3 separate regions of the Mus musculus genome follow, and all the other regions are linked to region 2. The links are chromatin contacts, called in public HiCAR-type and HiChIP or PLAC-seq maps. All regions are on one chromosome and are shown on one strand. Each heading gives the region's core, a stretch centred on a gene start, on an enhancer-like site or on the middle of the called end of the contact. The rest is flanking DNA. Distances are from core to core; before and after follow the strand shown.

Evidence for each region. HiCAR-type assays count read pairs that join an accessible place to other places. HiChIP or PLAC-seq counts read pairs in DNA pulled down with a chosen protein or histone mark.
Region 1: a HiCAR-type map of astrocytes shows a contact between it and region 2, with 5 times the contacts expected there. The contact joins two enhancer-like sites. A contact is called at or near these places in 2 of 39 promoter capture datasets (3T3-L1-derived adipocytes and liver), 1 of 15 datasets of contacts at CTCF or cohesin (the NIH/3T3 cell line), 5 of 484 Hi-C or Micro-C datasets (brown adipocytes, cortical neurons, liver and 2 more), 7 of 115 datasets of contacts at active chromatin or transcription factors (astrocytes, bone marrow-derived macrophages, craniofacial prominence and 4 more) and 1 of 9 other capture datasets (embryonic stem cells).
Region 3: an H3K27ac HiChIP or PLAC-seq map of extraembryonic endoderm stem cells shows a contact between it and region 2. The contact joins two enhancer-like sites. A contact is called at or near these places in 3 of 39 promoter capture datasets (the 3T3-L1 cell line, 3T3-L1-derived adipocytes and the HPC-7 cell line), 11 of 484 Hi-C or Micro-C datasets (cortical neurons, liver, muscle stem cells and 4 more), 2 of 115 datasets of contacts at active chromatin or transcription factors (extraembryonic endoderm stem cells and heart atrium) and 1 of 9 other capture datasets (adipose tissue).

The regions. Positions count from the first base shown.
Region 1 is chr3:27,780,717-27,783,903 of GRCm38.p6, reverse strand. All of the region lies in intron 1 of Gm42194 (a long non-coding RNA gene), which reads right to left. Among named protein-coding and RNA genes, the nearest start is that of Gm42194, 4.5 kb to the right of the region's middle. Within about 2 kb of position 1,568, at least 67 of the 459 cell types and tissues checked have an H3K27ac peak or open chromatin away from gene starts, as enhancers often do. A contact at or near this core is called in astrocytes, where this site is marked.
Region 2 is chr3:27,862,021-27,865,224 of GRCm38.p6, reverse strand. No RefSeq gene overlaps it. Among named protein-coding and RNA genes, the nearest start is that of Gm26040, 4.5 kb to the left of the region's middle. Within about 2 kb of position 1,729, at least 169 of the 459 cell types and tissues checked have an H3K27ac peak or open chromatin away from gene starts, as enhancers often do. A contact at or near this core is called in astrocytes, extraembryonic endoderm stem cells, heart atrium and 1 more, where this site is marked.
Region 3 is chr3:27,986,788-27,990,145 of GRCm38.p6, reverse strand. All of the region lies in intron 2 of Pld1 (phospholipase D1), which reads right to left. Among named protein-coding and RNA genes, the nearest start is that of Pld1, 50 kb to the right of the region's middle. Within about 2 kb of position 1,810, at least 42 of the 459 cell types and tissues checked have an H3K27ac peak or open chromatin away from gene starts, as enhancers often do. A contact at or near this core is called in extraembryonic endoderm stem cells, heart atrium and muscle stem cells, where this site is marked.

The DNA.
Region 1 (3,187 bases), core at 319-2,818, 81 kb after region 2:
AGTCTCAGATTTGTTCAATCAGAGCAACAGGACCTGATCTTGTAAAAGGGACGGGGTAAGTAATACTTATTTGGTAAATTAGACAGGTGGCCTTTTAAACTAAAGTCCAAATAAGGCGAGTGTTGCAGCATTTCCTTTGCAGACACAGTGAATATTACTCTCCAGCATCCAGCTCTGTGCAATGCAGGAACAGTAGGGATGTACAATGGGCGTCTTTTCAAAAGGGTGCACCTGTGGTTTTATAAGGTTGCCTTTTCCAGACCCATTCACGCTGTGATTGCTCATGGGAATGCTATTTTTAATCCCTATGGGAGTTCATCCAGAAAGTCCATATAGTTATTGTATCTACACTTGTTTCTTTGCCCTCCAGGCTGGCAAAAGAGAGATTCCTATGTGTGAAGCTGTTTCAAGGAAGACATGCCAACAGTAGTCAGAAGAGGCAGGCTCTACACATGCGAAGGCCCTCATGAGGGCACAAAAAGAGAAATGGTTTCTTTTGTTTTTTTCAAATAAAAACGATTTGTCTGAATCCCTGAGAGCAGCCAGAAGCCACCCCATTTCACCTTCTTTCCGTGCCAGCAGAAAATGTGATTTCTCTTTTAGTCTCGATTTTCTCTGTATCCAAGCACCCCGGGACTTCTGAGACCAGCCCACGGACAATAGTAACAAGCTTGGCTTTGGAGCAACGGTTTTATTCATAGTGATCCAGTCACTAAAAAAGCTTCATAATTTTGCTGACTTTCATTAAGAAAAAAGAAAAAAAAAACGCTATTTGCAGCAAATTAATTCTTTGGGTTTTCCTACTTGGCATTATATGGAAAATATTTTAACACTTGCTTTTTAAAGTGTTTCTTCCGATTAGTTAAATGTGAGCATTTGACCAGGTAATTACGTTTCATCTTGGTAGGAAGAAGTATGTGTGTAATAGCTACATATTTTAACACTGTTATTACTAAAGTATATGCAGGCATGATTGGGATAGGGAGGGACATCCGTGACAAGACATATGTGTGTAGATCAGAGGACATCTTGTAAAGTCTGTGGTCTCCTTCCAGGGATAAAATCAAGCCAGCAGGTTTGCGCAACCAGTGTACTTAATAGCTGATCCATCTCCTCGGCCCCTTATGTGGTTCCCTGCCATCTCTTCTGTGAGCCTCAAAGGGTGGCACATCCCGGATGTCCACACCGTGCCTTTAGAAGACAGTGAGTCAAGTACAGCTTTCAGGGTGTGTTGTTGGAAAAGAAAAGATTGGGCCTTGAGCCTGCCCAATGAAGAGTTTCTTCCAAAGGCTGGGCATGGAGACACCTATTTCTGTTCCTCTGGAGGTGGAGCCTGGAGGAGTCTGCCTTCTGGAAGCATCAGGCTTCTGGAAGCATCTGAGGGAGCGGTAAGACAGACCTGCAGTGTGTTTAAGATGGAATCCCTGTGTCCTTGACTCCACGCCTTTCTGCTCTGCTTTAAAAGCGGCGCTGTTTTTCGTGTTGCAGTTGGCGGCTCTGCTGGCCACTGGCTGCAGGAGAACAATCCTTCATTGAGATCAGGCAGCCCCGACCCAGACGTGGCAGAGGGCTGGGATGCAGGCACAGAGGGGCCCCTCGGTCCTCCACCCTGCGGAGGGTAAGGGCTCTGTCAGGCGCCCCGGAGATTCCAGAGGGGAGAACTCAGCAGACTTCTTATACAGCATCCATTATGCCAGCGTCACAAGCACTTCCACACTGAAGGGAGGCCCAGTTCACCGTACTTGGCTTCCTTTCATCGGTGCCACCCAGCTGGGTTTGAGCCTCCCCAAACAGGCCCGAAGCAGGAGGCTTTGCTCTGTCTCCTCATTCAGAGAGCTCTTCAACCGCACTGTGGCACTAACATTTCTAAGTAAACCTCCGAATAAAAGGCCTCTTCTGATGAAGGGGGTGGGGGTGGGGGGAGGAAGGTTTGCAGCACCACAAGGCAAGGCCAGAAAAGAAAGAGACAGGACTGCTAAGGAAGACTTTAAGTCTTATGTATAGAAAGGACCAGATACATGGCCTGCCCTGGGGCAAATTTTTTACTAAAAAAGCAAACAGTACCACACCACCACCACCACCACCTCCACCTCCACCACCACCTCCACCACCACCTCCACCTCCACCTCCACCTCCACCTCCACCTCCACCTCCACCTCCACCTCCACCTCCACCTCCACCTCCACCTCCACCTCCACCTCCACCTCCCTCCACCTCCACCTCCACCTCCACCTCCACCTCCACCTCCACCTCCACCTCCACCTCCACCTCCACCTCCACCTCCCTCCACCTCCACCTCCACCTCCACCTCCACCTCCCTCCACCTCCCTCCACCTCCCTCCACCTCCCTCCACCTCCACCTCCACCTCCACCTCCACCTCCACCACCACCTCCCTCCACCTCCCTCCACCTCCACCTCCACCTCCACCTCCACCTCCACCTCCACCTCCACCTCCACCTCCACCTCCACCTCCACCACCACCACCACCACCACCACCTCCACCTCCACCACCACCACACATCCACCCAACTACATGGACTGACAATGTGCTCCGCCATTTCTCTTTCTTAAAGCTGCCATAACAAGCCACCAAAAAAAGAACCGGGCTCTTTACAACTGTAGAAACCTGTTATCTCGTAATTCCAGAAGTGAGAGGTACAAAATCAAAGCGCTGGCAAAGCCTGGCTCACTCACTCTCTCTCTCTTTCTCTCCCCCCCCCCCCCCTTTCAGGGAGAATGTTCGCTTGCCTTTCCTAGTCCATGGTGATTGGCAGCTGTTCTCAGAGTGCGCTGGCTTGCAGATACCTTCCTCCTGTTTTGTGGTCCCCTTCTCTCTTGCTGTCTCCTGCTCAGCTTCCCTCTGTGTACCGATTATCTCTGTGTTCAAATTTCCCTCTTTGATTGGGATAGTAGCTGTGTGAGATTGGAGCCTACCCCAATAGCCTCATTTTAACTTGATTGCCTCTGTTATGACCCTGTTTCCAAATAAGATCATATTCCTAGCTAATAAGATTAGGTTTTAAACATACATTGAGAAATTATTCAGCAGGAAAAGGCAATTGTACAGAGCCTGACAATCTTTGGGCCTCAGGATATGAGCACACACACACACACACACACACACACACACACACACACACACGTATGCACCACGTACATACACACGTTCACACATCCACATACACA
Region 2 (3,204 bases), core at 480-2,979:
ATCCCTGAGAACTGTGTGGCCGTTATATGCTGATTCTCAGGAAGACACTCCACGTGGCAGTGAGCTGACTACAATAGAGACATCTTTCTTAGATGCATCAGAGAGGTGCTTCCTAGAGTCTCTAGTCCTGGCCTTATGTCTGTGGCTCTCCACAGCTCAGTGCGGTGGGTTTGAGTCGTTGACCACTCATAGGACCATCAGCATGCTTGGGAAACTGTACAAACTGAGAGTCTTCTGAGGTCTCAGGGAATTGTCCCACCAGGTTGCTGCTGCTACCCATTACAGTCCGACACACGGTTATTCTGAGTCAGAAACTCAACTGGGCTTTCAAATCAGCAGGGAAGCTTCCTCCTCTTCCATTTTAAGACAGACTTCAATTTCCTCCTAGTCAAATAGGGATCATCAGAATTGCTAACTCAGTCTTGCTGAAAGAATCAATGGGATTCAACGTATAACAAAAAGCCCGGTGGTGCAGCTTGGACTCTAACAGCCAGGTCTGTGATCAGTTCTGTTGAACCCATTTGATGGGGAGGGAGAGAACTGACTCCACAACTTGGTCCTCTGACTTCACGCATGCAGTGTGGTGCATGCACACCTGTACACATCACACAGACGCATCATGTAAGAGTTCAAGGCTTCGAGCTTCGTTCCACACACTTAGTACATGTCTTCAAACATCAGTCAGTATGGATCCCACTCATCTGAAAACGGACACATTCAGAGTAAACACTTTAGACATAACACTTCAGACATAAGACATAAACACCTTCATTTTGCAGATCTGATATCTGTGATTGGGAGAGGCTTCGTGACTTCTTCAAGGGCACAGGGCTGAAACATTGCTATCTAGCAATCCAGTGCAAGTCTCCCAGGCCCCGGGTCTTCGATCACCACACTGTTATCTGCCCCGTAATGGAACGATAAGATTTCTAGCCGTGGTCTGGTGATTGCACACGTAGGGACTTGTTAGTATAATGTCCGAGTTAATAACATTTAAGCTCTCCCCTCAGTATGGGGCACCCTGCTTATTCATGCACCTACATCTTGCTTTCTTGTGTCCCACTCAGTGCTGAAATAATTAAAGCTGACCTTCAGACATTTTACCAACAAGCCAGATCTCTGGGTGCTACCACACCCTCAAAGACATGGACAGTCCAATAGTTGCTTTCTAGAACTGAGGGAAGAAAATCTGGGGGAAATGTGTACAGTTTCAGAAACCTGAACATTATCCAGTTTTCGCGGAATTATGTGAAATAGCACAATCGTATATGCCTTAGGTTAACCAGAACCCCATTCACGATGTTAAGAACTGCAACAGGTTGGTGTTTGCCATTCTGGTCACAAAGAAAAGAACAGGCATTTTACTGTGCCCTTGTCTGGGAGAAATCAAAGGGTTAATTCTTCAGCGCTGTGTGCCAAAAAATGTCTAGTTTACAGACTGGAACGAATATGGCACCTTCGTTTTAAACAGCCAATTTCCAGTTTTGTGTGGCTGTCGAGATTCCTGAGCTAGGGACAGGGGCCGGGGCAGGAGAATGGGCTGGGTTTCTTACTTTGAATGTGGACATATGGGCTGTGGGAAGGAAACTATTTAAGATGGGGCTTAGGGAGAGGGGGGAAAAGTCGCCTTTCCCCAGCTGAGATTTTTCCAGGATGTCGTCATACAAGCTCCAAAACCTCCTCTGAACAGTAGATGGCTCTCATTGGCTGTATGCAAATGATGCGCAAGCACTGGTTTCCTGGCAGAGGAAAACTTACACCAGAGCAGCGATCCAGTCCAAGCCTGGCTCTCCACAATCCTGAAAGACGGGGCAGTTTCAGCCTTTGACATGCCAGGAAGTAATTCCATAATGTCACTCATGCTGAGGGCTCACCGGTCCTCAGACAAGAAGACACAAGTGCAGCGTGTAAGATTTAAGTTTTCGGACAGACTTTAGTACAAAGAGCAGAAACCATGGGAGGAGCCAGAATTACACTGAACACCGACACTAGTAATTAAAGCCACCGTAAGGGAAGAAAGGCTTCTGCCAGGAAACTGCAAGCACAACCCGAAGCCATTCCTTCCCCCATTTTTCAGGCAGGGGGTCCTTGCCATGTGACAACCAGATAAGGCTGTGTGGGGGTCATTAACGTTCCTGCCCATCCTGGAGGCGCAGAGGCCTTCCTGAGGTTTGCTGACCTGTATGCTTCAATGTGTTTCATTTTCTCCAAGAGCAGGCAGATGAGAAAGGTCAGGAGACTTAGGTTAGAAGCTGGGAAATGGACCAGGGCCCCACAGTATGACATCATTTTCTTGCAATGCAATGAAGCAAATGACACCAGAGCAGCGATCCAGTTCCATGAAGGAAGAAAACAAAAACAAAAACAATCACAACAGTAGAGAAGCCTGACAGCCACAGCAAGTCCCAGAATCTGCAGAGGAAGGGCCTGCCTAGCTCAGCTCCTGCCTCTTTGTTAATATCCTTGGCTAGAGCACCTTGGAAGAGAGGGTAACAGGGATTGGGGGTTGGGGGGAGGGAGAGGGAGGTGGAGGGAAGAATGAGAGGGGAGAGTCTGGAGAACAGGAGTGGGGAGTCTGGGAAGTGAATGGTAGACTCTCCCTAGACCTAGGTCAGGGTTCACTACTATTTATTGACTGTCTTGTGGCTGGTCCAAGGGGAAGGAGGAGGATTTAAACCTTGCTTCAGTGTCCAACTGCCAATCCCTAGGCAGAGCTACATCTGCCCTTTTCTGACTGAAACAAATGTCTTATGACTCTGCTGTCCTGACTTTTCTGGAGACATGCACAGAAAGGCCTATTCACCTGGGCAGAGAGGGTAATAGCAGACCAAAGAAACAGAACTCTACCAGTCTCTGTACAACTTGCTGGCATCTCCGTGGAAGGGTCTACTCTCCCCAGCACCCATACACTCACATAAGCACTAGAAGGTGTGGGGAGTCAGCTACGAACTTGTGTGGTCCTCGAGAGACATAGAACTTTCCTGTGAGTTTCTTTAGCTCCCCTCCTCCTCCTCCCCCCACTCCTCCTCTTCCTTCTTAGAAAGACTGTTTCAAAGCAGCGGGAGCAGCTATAAAGGCCTTGTCCTAGGACACAGGTTGGAGTAGATGATAACACTTTCCTAAGAAGCTCTGTGAGTTTGTAGATATTCTCCTTGTGGGGTAGACCCAGAAATTTAAATGTGAAAAATCTGCCTGGTTATGAAA
Region 3 (3,358 bases), core at 561-3,060, 120 kb before region 2:
TTAGGACATAGAGGTAAGGGGATCACAAGTTCAAGACCATTGAAGGCTACATATTGAGTTTGAAGCCAATCTGAGATACATGAGACCTGGTTACACACACACACACACACACACACACCACATACATGTGAGCAGAGACGGGTAAGGGCGGGGGCGCGATACACAAGCAAAACTAGTCCCTACTCTACATGAGCTATACTGCTATAAATCAATCAACCTTCTAAATGTTTTTTGCCAACTTCTATGTTTTTGCTAAATTGAGCATAATTTGTTCATGTTCCATTTTTTAAATGAGTATTTACATTTTTAAGTAAACTTCAGGATGCATAGCTTCAGAAAGCCCTGAGGATTGACAGAATAACCCAAGCTTTGTTCATCAACAGGAAGTCATGCTGGGCAGGAATGAAGAGGGCCGAAAGCTAAACAATAACAAGTTCCCTAGCTGAGTGGTTTGATAATTTTAGACTTGGAAAGTCTAGAAAATCCCCCAAACTAGCTTTAAGACAGTGTGCAATTTGCTAAGCTTTCTATCCATCCACACAAACTGGCCACCTCCAGGCTTTCGTAGGGAGTGTTGGGGAGGGTGGTGTGAGGTACGGATGCATGCACACATGTAAGTGCAAGCTTATGGAGACCAGAGGTTGAAGTCAGGGGTCCCCCTCCATCGCTCTCCATTTTATTTTGGATACAGGATCTTTCTCAACTGATTCAGCTATGCTGGCTGGCCAGCAAGCCCAAGGGATCCTCTTGTGTCTACTAGCCCAGTGCTGGGATCACAGGTGAGTATGGTTGTGGCTAGCTTTTTTTATTATTTCTTTCTCCTCTACATGACTGCTAAGATCCTCGTATTCGTGAACAGCTAGTTCACTAACTGAGCCATCTCCCCAGCCCATCACGGGTATTACTGACTAGCCACAGACAACCTCTCTACTTTGGTTGGAAAGCAGAGCACAAGCTCACACATGTCTAGGTGGAGGAAGGACAGGAAGGGCACACCTTCCTGAATGACAGGGGTTAACTAACAGGCACACCTTTGATGGGAATATCAGCACAGATGTCAGCACTAATATGATTTTTTTGTCACTAGTATAATGAACACCAGGGACATTTCCTAAGAAAGCAATCATACCTGTCTTCTCCAGCACTGAACTTCCTCTAAGACACAATCCTGTGGCTGATTTGGCCTTACTGGACTCTCTAGGGTAGTTGCTAGCTGTAAAACACGTATAATTAACACAGCCAAGCTTTTAGGGGTAGCTAAGAGGATGGAATAAAAGACTCAGAAGAGTAGCCATACCAGGAAATCTGTTGAGTGGCAGTTATTACTGCTATGACCAGTACATCACTGCTCCTATTGTGACCACTCCCTGTACCACTCCAGGACACATCAGCTCAAACTTCCTTTGGGTTCTTCAGAACCAGTAAAGGTGTGTGATTTGATAAACTGTGGGAGAATACTCTCTCAGTTTCTGCAATCCTGGGAAGATAGAAGATAGTTCTTATTGTCATTCTGAAAACAGTGAATTCCCAGGATGGATGGGATTATCCTGTCCCTTGCTGTTTGATGTATGAACACAAGACCTATGCATGCCAGTGTCTTGAGTAAGCAAGGCTAAGGTAAAAAAAAAAAAAACCCATGAGGTTAAGGATGGTAAAGGCAGAGAATGCAGAACTTACTAATGTCCCCTAAATAAAGTCTGTCAGGATCCCACACTGTGGCTCAAGAGCCTCCCAGACTTTGTACAGCAAAGACTATGGGGAGGAGAGCGATCTGAGGTATGAATGGAATTCACTGATTAACTGGAGATGTGCGGGCAGACATGCACCTCTAACAGCACAGCTGCTCTTGGCTGTTCATGTCCTCCCCCTCAGTCTTGTGTTCTGGGACGATTTGGTTCTAGATGTGTGCCATGGCCAGGTGTTCCATTTGCCCAAGGGCTGTCCCTAACTTTGTCTCAGATTCACTCTAAGAGAAAAACTGGCATGGCATGCTGCCGGGTCCTCAGATGGGGCATAAACTGCCTGATGGGCATGGGGTATCTCCAGTGCCTTGAATGAAAAGCCAATGTGGGATAAAAAGTTAACCAGCTCAGAGCTCAGTTTGAGATATGGTGGCATAGAGCCAGCCAAGTGCTGCTAGCTGCTTAATGTGAGCCAAAGGAGTCGTAATGCAGGGTGTGCTCGACCAGTCTGTCAGGACAATGAGAACTGCCTGACTGTCGTAAGGTGGAAGTCTAGTTGGCTCACGTAGTCTAGCCCTGGGTTTTAGAAATCAAGCACCCTTCTTCATAGCCTCCATAGGCCTTATGATTAGAGAAAATATATTTCTTGTGTGTATGTGCTCTTGGAAAGCCCCTAGATCTCTGACTTGGAGATGGTTTCCCAGTTATAGCACTCTTTGTCAGTTTGTTTATTTCTATTTCAACCAGAGATATGTTGTCACTGTGTGTCATTGCCAGGTGGAAAAATAAAAATCTCCAGGCACATTCGAACAAGATGATTTGGCCAGGACACATAAACTGTGTGACTTCATACAGATTTTATCCATATTTCACTCAGCACAGATAAGCAATCAGTGAGTAAAATAGCTTTTATATTTTTCTTTAAAACCACCAGCTATCAATGATCCCCTTTAAGATTTAAATTAATATGGGCACACCGGGGAAAAATTCCTGAACAGAACAGCAATGGCTTGTGCTTTAAGATCAAGAATAGACAAATGGGACCTCATAAAATTGCAAAGAATAGACAAATGGGACCTCATTTAAAAAATTCTGTAAGGCAAAAGACACTGTCAATAAAACAAAAAGGCCACCAACAGATTGGGAAAGGATTTTTACCAATCCTAAATCTGATAGGGGACTAATATCCAATATATACAAAGATCTCAAGAAGCTGAACTCCAGAAATTCAAATAACTCCATTACAAAAATGGGGTACAGAGCTAAACAAAGAATGCTTAACTGAGGAATACTGAAGGGCTGAGAAGCACCTGAAAAAATGTTCAACATCCTTAATCATCAGGGAAATGCAAATCAAAACAACCCTGAGATTCCACCTCACACTAGTCAGAATGGCTAAGATCAAAAATTCAGGTGACAGCAGATGCTGGCGAGGATGTGGAGAAAGAGGAACACTCCTCCATTGCTGGTGGGATTGCAAGCTTGTACAACCACTCTGGAAATCAGTCTGGCGGTTCCTCAGAAAATTAGACATAGTACTACCGGAGGATCCAGCAATACCTCTCCTGGGCATAGACCCAGAAAATGTTCCAACTTGTAATAAGGACACATGCTCCACTATGTTCATAGCAGCTTTATTTATAATAGCCAGAAGCTGGAAAGAACCCAGATGTCCC